Regions from separate parts of the Gossypium hirsutum genome. Here region 1 is linked to region 2. Evidence: chromatin contacts called from public Hi-C data. All regions are on one chromosome and are shown on one strand. Each heading gives the region's core, a stretch centred on a gene start, on an enhancer-like site or on the middle of the called end of the contact. The rest is flanking DNA. Distances are from core to core; before and after follow the strand shown.

The links. Hi-C and Micro-C count contacts between places; a contact is called where the count stands out from the background.
Region 1: a Hi-C map of leaf shows a contact between it and region 2, with 1.8 times the contacts expected there. The contact joins the promoter of LOC121207578 here to the promoter of LOC107896437 in region 2. A contact is called at or near these places in 2 of 34 Hi-C or Micro-C datasets (hypocotyl and leaf).

Annotation. Positions count from the first base shown.
Region 1 is chrA10:104,902,513-104,907,422 of Gossypium_hirsutum_v2.1, reverse strand. It overlaps LOC121207578, which reads right to left and starts at 3,497. Exons shown (of 5, transcript XM_041077907.1): 1 at 3,134-3,497; 2 at 2,627-2,688; 3 at 1,290-1,380; 4 at 717-813; 5 at 1-631. The coding sequence starts at 3,327.
Region 2 is chrA10:104,539,662-104,544,489 of Gossypium_hirsutum_v2.1, reverse strand. It overlaps LOC107896437, which reads right to left and starts at 3,414. Exons shown (of 3, transcript XM_016821602.2): 1 at 3,268-3,414; 2 at 3,085-3,178; 3 at 2,713-2,960. The coding sequence starts at 3,316. The coding sequence ends at 2,858. It overlaps LOC121207573 (a long non-coding RNA gene), which reads left to right and starts at 4,253. Exons shown (of 2, transcript XR_005902655.1): 1 at 4,253-4,828. It overlaps LOC121207575 (a long non-coding RNA gene), which reads left to right and starts at 1,713. Exons shown (of 3, transcript XR_005902656.1): 1 at 1,713-2,652; 2 at 3,347-3,557; 3 at 3,638-3,803. LOC107896434 (flavonol sulfotransferase-like) reads left to right here. Exons shown (of 1, transcript XM_016821598.2): 1 at 1-994. The coding sequence ends at 721.

The sequences.
Region 1 (4,910 bases), core at 2,248-4,747, 360 kb before region 2:
CAATTTGTGTAAGCATTTTTGGCGATAGATGATATGCTACTTGCCTGGAAATTACCGTAGTCGCTGTACTTTCTTCGTTTAATGCTCCGGGATCTTCTATTTCTGTATCGGTGGACATAATGCTCTGGTTATAAAGCTGCGCTTTCATTTCCAAACATGATTTTAGATCCTCTTCATTTCGAGCTTTGTTCAACTTGTCGACAATATCACTTAAAACTAAAGCTCTTTCAATCCGTGAGCTTTTTACCTTGTTCAACCTACTGTCGAGTTTATTTTGGTCATCTGGATCATTAGCACCATCATTTGCTTCAGCTTTATGAAGCTTTTCTATTCCCTGATCAACAATTTGTTTTATCCTCTTTCTGGCATTATCGGTTCTCACCGGATCAGATTTTTGTGTCAACTTCAGACCTGAAATCATCACCGAAGTCTCATCTTCCTTCAAAGTTGAGCTAGGCTTAGATCCTTCATCCTCTTCAGATCCTTCATCTATAGATTTTACAGAAAAGACTTCCTCAAGTAAACTAATATTTTGTATGTACCGATCAAAAGCATCGTTTTCAATTTCAATATTTCTATCCTTGAATTTCTTCAACTTGGAAAACCTCCAGTCGTTTAAGGCTATAGCATCCTGAAATAGCATACCTTTAAGGCTTATATAGTAATGAACAGAAACTTGAACAAGAGTATCTGTTTACTGTGAACTAAACTTGTACCTTTCGGGTCAGGTGTTTCTTTGATCGGACCTGCAGATTGTCAAATTGTGCAAAAGCATTTGAAAGCTGCTTAAATGAGGGAACCCTTAAGGGAGTCCTGAATAACATTCAACAGGGAAGGAATCAGCAACAAGCCAAACGAAACAAAGTGGGAACCCTGAATATTTTAGGAAAACAAAATGAAAAGGTTTTGAATGGATAGGAAACAAAAGGAATTCTAGAGCCAATTTGATTTCCAAGGGGCCTTAAATAATCAATTATCAGTTGGTTTTAAGAACTTATGCTAGTTAAAAATTCTCAAAACAGTGTTGGGATGGTAGAATAGCAATACATAAAACATGAAAATATATCTCCAGCTAGGCTCATTTTGACCAACATGACACAGCCACGTTTTCCTGCAAGGAACATTACATGCATGCAATACCAAAGTTCAGGAACTGTAGGCTTCCTTGCAGTGACAGTTTCGCATGGAAACTGAAGTTGTCCAGACAGATGTGTAGTTTTCTGCTTTTGTTCATGGTTTCAAATGCAAAAGGAAATGCACATTTTGAACATCTGATTTTTGCAACTTACACTTGAGAAGACGCCTGTGTTGACTTCTGGTCTGATGAAGGAGTGCTTGAAGTTGGTGACTTCTCTAGAAAGGCTGAATTTGACTTTAAAACTGCAATTACAATATAAATCAGGAATTGAGTCATTTATTTTGTTCATTGCTTCATTCCTTAACAATATTTACTCTCAAGTATTAAGAACAATTTCTGCGTTTTTATCCCGATCAAAGGAAACTACTAAACCCCTTCAGTGACAATTCCCGCATAAAAAATATCCCATTTTCCTTTAAGTTATGGACCGGGTTTCATAATCTGGTCAATGAACACCTTAACTAAGCATGCTTTTAGAACAAACTTAAACCTAATCTCAGCATATTGTTAACCTTTCAATAGAATAAATTACCATTCCAACAAAATTAAAACATTTTATCTTGTGAAATAAGCAGCTCATAATAGTGAAAGTCACCCCCTGGAATCGCAACATGCCCAAAAGGAGTGAATCAACTAGACGATTACCGAGAATCCTGAAATCTTTATAATTTGTTTCAAGATGATGTCCATTCTAACTATGGCCAACATAAAATTTACTTTAAATCACCCATTTACCTTAAAACTTCCACTTCTTTATAAGTAACCACAAAATTAGATATCGTCAGGTTACCAAAATAACTGACATTTGACGATAACCAAAGTAGACTCGTTTTCAAGATCATATCCGTAGTAAACATGTCCAACATGAAATTTACTTAAATATCACCCGCTGACCTTAAAACTCTTCTTTATAAGTAACCACAAATCCAGGTATCATCTGGTTACTCAAATGACTGACATTTGACAATAACCAAAGTAAGCCCATTTTCAAGATCATATCCATTCTAATCATGTCCAACATGAAATTTACTTCATATTACCCACTGACCTTAAAACTCTAGTTTCTTCTTTATAAGTAATTACAAAAAGGGTTATCATCCGGTTACCAAAATGACTGACATTTAACAATAACCAAATTAAGCTCATTTTCAAGATAAATTCCATTCTAAACATGTCCAACATGAATTATACATTTTTACTTTATAATCACCCAATGACATTAAAACTTTCACTTCTTTGTAAGTGACCACAAAATCAAATATCACCCTATTACTAAAATGACTGACATTTTAGACAATAACCAGAGCAAAACTCATTTTCAAGATAAAATCCATTCTAGCCATGTCCAACATGAAATTTAGTTCATATCACTCACATTAAAACTCCCACTTCTTTATAAGTAACCACAAAATGGGATATCATTTGATTACCAAAACGACTAGAATTTAACCAAAATAAACTCTCATCTTTCAAGTTTGCTCGGCATACCATGAATATGACACGGATTTTGCGCTTTTGAGCAACAACTCTTGCACGAACGATAGGGGCACCTGCAAAAGAAATCAAAATAATAAGATTGATTTGATGGGAGAACTTTTCAAGCTCAATGAACCACTAAAAGGAAGTACTGTTTTCAAACACCAGCAATGAAGTTTTTAGAACTTCCTCAAATGGATTAAACTAATCAAATATCTAAACTTATTTACAGAGTTAACAAAATTTACCACGGTTTATAGCATATATTTTCCGGGAACTTTTGACCAAACAAAAACCAGATAACAACAATTGACATCCATATTATAATAAATTTGGAGTCTAAATTCGAACTAAGTGTATCCTGCTATTTCATTGGATAATTATAACATTTGTTCTTTTGGGGGGAAATTTTCCACAAAAAGAAATGAAACAAAAAAGAACGAAATCCCATAACTACACATGAAGATAAATTTTAAACAAAGAAATAAAAGGAGAACGAAAGATATTTTCTCCTTTTACCTGGAACGGGCAACATTGCCACATTGAATACATTTAGGCTTATTAAGCCCACGTTGTGTCTTAGGCAGCGTATCCATACGCTGAAACGGCGGAGAAGGATGAGGCAGCGGCGTCGTCGCTGCAGCCGTCGTAGTTGTCGTGGTGGTGGTTGCGTCGGAGGTGCTTTTCGACGCCGATGGCGATGAGGCTGCCATTTTAAAGCATGTGCCTTTCGTTTTCACTCGTCTTCTTCTTTGATGAATTGGAAGTGTGTAACTTAACTGCACTGCACTTCAATTTTTATTTTATTTTTAATTTTCAGAGAAGAGGAAATTGGGGGGATTTTGGAGAGCGTTTGAAATTGGGATTTTTCAGTTTTCTGGGGAGAAACTTTATTTACAAGAGAGCGAAATTAAAATCAAATTAGGGCTTAAAACATGGGCTGGGCCTTTGGGGATTTGGGGATTTGGGTTAAGCTTTTAAAATTGATTGATTCTTCTACCATTGAATTAACCAATAGTAGAAACTTTTACATATATTTTTTATATACTAAAAATTCCTAAAACCTTTAATATTTTAATTTTTACTTTAATAAATTCTTAACTTCAACTTATATCCATGTTAACCTTTTTTTTTTTTGTAATTCATACCTAAATGGGCTTTTAGTTTTTTAGAAAGCTTTTTTATTTACATGTTAAGTTCATGTGGGCCTATATAAATGGTTTGTTTTTAGTAATTTAACATTTTACAATTTTTTTAGGGTAAAGTATATCGACAGTCACTCAACTTTGATTAAAATAACAGAATAAATATTGAGCTTTGAAATGTTACAATTCAATCATCAAATTTTAAAAAAATAAGAAACCTGTAATTAATTACCATTTTGGTTAAGTCTGTAACGGAAAACTGACCTATCATTCCACGGTGTAAACGGTTCCAGTTTAAGAACCCTAGCTGGGTTGGATAGTAAAAGAAGGAGAGAAAAAATGAAGATGTCGACCGTGATTATGTCACTATAGCTTCAGAGGTTCGTTGCAACACCCACCGGTCACAATTCTCAAATTTGACAACAATATTCAAATCCCAAAAGAAAAACCTTAACTCACTGCCAGAAATAGTGTTCCCTTTTCCCTTTTCTTTCCGCATTCATATGTGTGAGTATATTCTATTGATTTTTTGTGTTTAATTTTCTAGAAGGAAGGGGAAGGAAATTTTGAAAAAAATGATGTTTAGTTACTTAGTTTATTCTTGTGATTTGTTGTGAAATTGTGACCGTTTCTGGTTTCCATTGTTGATGTTGGTCATAAGAATTTGTTTCTATTTTGCTTTGTTTAAATAATGGGTTTGTCATAAATTGATGAAAATCGAATCAGCCAAGCAAGTCATTTCTTGGTTTTAGTTCCTTTTTCTCATTTTAATTTCTTGATCCTAAGTTTCCAACTTTCTCTATGTTAGTGGGTGATTGATGATTTGTCATTTTTCGATAACGTTAATAATTATTTTGTTATTTTAATTAAAGTTAAGTGATTACGGGTGTAATTTATTTATTTTTCCTATTAATCAAATCAGAAAATTATTTATTAATCAGTTAAAGCGAATTAAATTTTATTTCAGAGGTTAATTCAGCTAAAACTGAATAATTAGCTATTTTTAGCTGATTTAAGGGTTTTGTGAAGACTTTCAGCCAATAGGAATCTTTTTTTATAGAAAAAAAGCATAACTGAATAATTTGTGGCGTAGCTCAAACACCTACATTAATCTTTTTCAGAATCATAAGAAAGCTGCGATTATATACAAA
Region 2 (4,828 bases), core at 2,165-4,664:
AAATGATAACTCCAACAACAACCTCTTGCTTAACAAGGTCCCCCATGAGTGCATCATGTTCTTGGAAAAGGATCTCATCAAGAATCCAACTGCTCAATCCGATGAAGGCAGGCTCCCTCTTGTGGCCACTCACCTGCCTTACACTGCTTTGCCTAAATCCATCCTCCATTCAGGTTGTAAAATGGTCTATATTTGCAGGGATCCTAAAGATGCATTTGTTTCCTTGTGGCACTTTGCAAGGGGTATAAAAATCAACAACAACCCTGATCTCCCCATTGATGTTGCCTTTGAGTTGTATTCCCAAGGAAAATCAAATTTCGGTCCTTATTGGGACCATGTTTTGGGGTACTGGAAAGCAAGCCAAGAAAACCCAGAAAAGGTCCATTTCATGAGATATGAAAATCTATTGACAGACACCATTTCTGAGGTGAAAAGGTTGGCTGAGTGCTTGGGGTACCCTTTCTCCTTCGAGGAAGAAAAACAAGGGTCAGTGGAGAAACTTGTCAACTTATGCAGCTTACAAAATCTGAGCAGCTTGGAGATCAACAAGAATGGGAAATATGGAGATGCTGAAAGGGGAATTAATAACAATGTTTACTTCCGAAAAGGGAAGATCGGGGACTGGATGAACTATCTCACCCCTGAGATGGGAGAGAAACTGGACAACATCATGGAAGAAAAGCTAAGTGGGTCAGGGTTCACATTTCGTGAACCCAATTAAACCACTAAAACCTGCTCCAGTTACTAGTTTTTTATCTTGCACTCTTTAGGGTTTGAATAAATCTGAGCTTGCTGCTTGAATAATGGCTGCAAATTTCGAGCATTGCTTTTCTCTACCTGTTGAAATTGCAGGGTTGCATTTCAACGTGTTGTTTGAAGTTGCAAGGCAAGGGTTTTCAAGTTATTTGTCATTTTCGACATGTTGATATTGCAGGTGTCGTATGTTTTCTGTATGAATTGATGATTAAATTAATCCATCTTCAACTTTTCATAATCTACGTCAACACATAATATAAAAGGTTAAAGTACTGTAATCATTCTACTTTTAAATAAAAGGTTTAATATAAAAATTGCCCCCTAAACTATATCTCTTTTACCATTTTGGTACTTAAACTTTTGCTCTCATTTTTACCCTTCAGCCTCTGCAATTGCTACCAAATCATGGGTTTCTCAAAGTAATTGTAATCTGTCTTTAGGACGGCCAAGCTAATTACAGATTATTGAGCAGAACTAATATTTTGGGAAAGGATGCATTTTAGGGTTAAGTTTTTAAAATTGTGACTAAATCGATATAATACATATAAGTCACACGGAAATAGACAACAAAAAAAATTAATTTTGATTAGTTAAGTGACGAAGTTAAAAAAATTTTGATTATTCATACATCTTTTTCCTTATTAAATCTCATCAAAAGAAAATAAAATCTAAAGTTTCATGAGTTCCACAACTTTAACCGATGCAGAGGTCTTGATGAAATATCATTCCACCAAGCATTCACACAAGGCCGACTAGTTACAAATGACGATTTAGAGCTTCTTATGAAATAAACAAGGTAAGGAATATGGTGCAAATCGGCCATGCTATAGAAATCTCCTCCGAGATATTTATATTCCGACAACCTTTCCTCGTAGACATCGAGAACTTTGGCTAGGTTCCGCAATTCGATCTCGATGATCTTCTCGTCAGGGGCGACCCCGTATATTGGATTGACAAACATTTAGCGAATGAGTGCATGCTTGCGTTGGAGGGTTGAATTGGTGAGACTCCACTTCCATCCATGTATCCACAAGGGTGGAGTCCGTTAAACTACTTGAACCCAAAAGATCGATGGTGATTCTAGTTTCGTTATATTTGCGTGCCAAGTATTTGCATATTGCCCTTGATTCTGGTTTTCAATGGAATTCATACAAATTATCAACAAAAAAAACAAATTTTTTAAAGAATTAATGAATCTTACCAAAGATCTTGACATGTCCATCTTCTAATGCCGGTATCTGGCCAAAGGGCTATCATTAACTAAAAAAACATTTGGATTATTTTGCTTAATATGTAAATGGAAATCACAATTTTATAAACAAATTAATTATTTATAAATATGAAGGTGATTTGATAAAATATCATGTTTATGTTTGGGCCGAATTTAAACAATTAGTATATAAGAGATGAAGCTGAACCCAACCTAAACCAACCTGACCCATCAACCCCAATGGTTAATAGCCTTACATTTAGAGATAAATAAGGTGGTTTTTTGTGGGCAGAATTTTCGACATCGACCGGGACAAGCTTGTATTGGAGGCCTTTCTCGCATAGGCAAAGCAAGACGCGTGCAGTGCATGTAGAGAGGGGAATTCCATGAACTTTGATCACCATGGATATTTGCTGTAAGCTATTCTTTATTTCACCAAGAAATGAAGATGAGGGTTGAGAAGAAAATGTTGGTTTGTTTTTTCTTTTCTAGTTAAAGATTGATATCACTGCTTTTTCGGTTTCTATCGATTCATTCTTTCCCTTCTGTTTATTTCTTTTCAATTGCTGCCTGCATTTCTTGTCGGTTTGTTATTAGAAATGGCATCTATGGGAACAAATGATACAGCTGCTTCAATGCTTGCATAAATTATTCACACTCCAATCCAAGTGCCTAGAATTAACCTGGTACGTTATATTCCTTTCATTCAACTTGGTGATATTATGAAAAGAAACTAGAAAGTAGAATGATAAAAGACCAATCAAAGGTCGCATTCAGAAAAAAAGAAAGAAAGGATACATCATTAATTTCGATTTTTTCATCATCATCAAACCACTAATAATCAAGATTTCAATGTTACATAATATAGCTATTATGAGCTATGAATCTGGTCTAGGCATTGGTGACCTTCTCTTGGTTACTGGTACTTTTTTCATAGTAATGGTAAGCTGCTGCACTAGACAGCACGGCCAGTGTTAAGGCTTGTGAGTGCATCCTACATCAAATCAAACACATTTTCATCATCATCATCATCAGCAGTATCTGACATAAAAATACTGATAGAAGTATGCATGCTAAGCTGAGTTTAATCAGGTTTCAGAAAGAAAAATGGTATAAACCTTGCATGAATAAGCCTCAGACTTGGCTTAAGAGGGCTATTTCCACGGCTGTTATAAGCCAACGATGCCCCAATTGCAGATGCCCAAACTGCACCTGCAGGATCCAATATTTCACCATATCAACAAAAAAAATGAACATCCAGAAAAAATAATGAAACAAAAGGAATTAAATCTTAAACTGACCAATGCTAGTGAGCTTGTGTTCTGAAACCCAAGACTGAAATGCCTCCATGTTTTTCTGGTTACTATCTGTTTTTGCTAGTTATGTGTGAAGCTGAGATTGAAAGGGAAGAGGGCAAGTAATTTATAGAGAAAGTGAGATGATGTTGAAACGTGTGCTTTTGTTGGGAATGCGGTGCATGTGGCCCCTGGATTTGAGGTTTTCACTATCTCTTGGAACATTGGATAAAGTTAAACCAGAGGCTTTCTCACCTGTTGGCTGGTTTTCGTTCCTGTCTTTACTTTTTTGACATGTGCGTAGATCCTGTGGGCCATTAGCATTTGGACCTGAACTAAAAAACTAGGAGCTAATTATATTTCTCACTTTGAGCAGGTGGTGGTGTTAGCAGCAGTGGGAATTACTATTTTCTTTGATTAGCTCACCAAACATCAAAGTTGTTTATTCCTCCTCAACTAATAAATTCATTTTGATTTTAACACAAATATCTTGGATGTGTTTCTTTTTGTTCAATTTTGTGCCTCAATTTCATATATGTAAAAGTTTGATGACATAATATTTTGAAATTATGATACATCCACACTTGAAAAATACAAAAAAAATATTTTTTTAAAATATTTAGATGATGATGTGGTACGATCTTAGAGTGCCACGTCCTCACATCTTGATGGAATTTAAGTTAAAAGATCAAAATGAACTTAATTGTTAAATTCAATAACAAAGTGAACCTAAAAAAAATACAAATATCAAAGTAGACCTAATTACCAAGTTTAGGGATTAAAAATTATATTAACCCTCAACTTTATTATAGATGTGGGCTAAGAACACTGAGAGAAGCCAACAAATATTACAAACTGAAGCACATTGGGCTTCATCCATGGCAACAGAATAGTTTAGAATTTAGCTTTGCTTTGGCATTTGACATATATACGGTAACCAAATTGGCCCAAAAGCATTCGATTTTGAAAATGTCGGCGGTTGTGTCTTAGGAATCCAATAACTTGTTGGATTGGAGCAGCGTCCAGAGCTTTCAACGGTTCCTCAATAATTCCATCCTTTCCCGAATCCCTCCATTTTCATGGCTATATTAACTGAATTTTCCCGCCAACTCAAAACCAGCTGCATCAATGCACTCTATAAAACAAAACCCACGCTCAGATTTCTCTGGAAAGAAGAGAAAGATGAAAGAAACTGAATCATCATTAACAAAACGAAGAAGTAAAACCAGCAAAAGGAACCCTCTCAGAAAACTCCATTAGTTATCCTACTTCTAACTCCAACTTCACTGCCACTGAATCCATCATCAACAATAAAAATGACAAGAACAAGGACGAGAAAAAATCAGAGTAACAAAAGGCAAACGCTAGCTCCACGCCGTCTACATCACTAAAAAATGCCTTTTTTTCATGTAATTTTGATTGGTTCTCGGTTTTTTCTTCCTCTGTTTTATATTTGTATGTTTTAAGTGGGTTTTGATTTTCGAGTCTGGGTGGTCTAGGGTTTTTAGTTCTTGAATTTGGGTTTTTGGTCTATGAGAGAATGTTATTTTTGTTGTTTTAATACTAA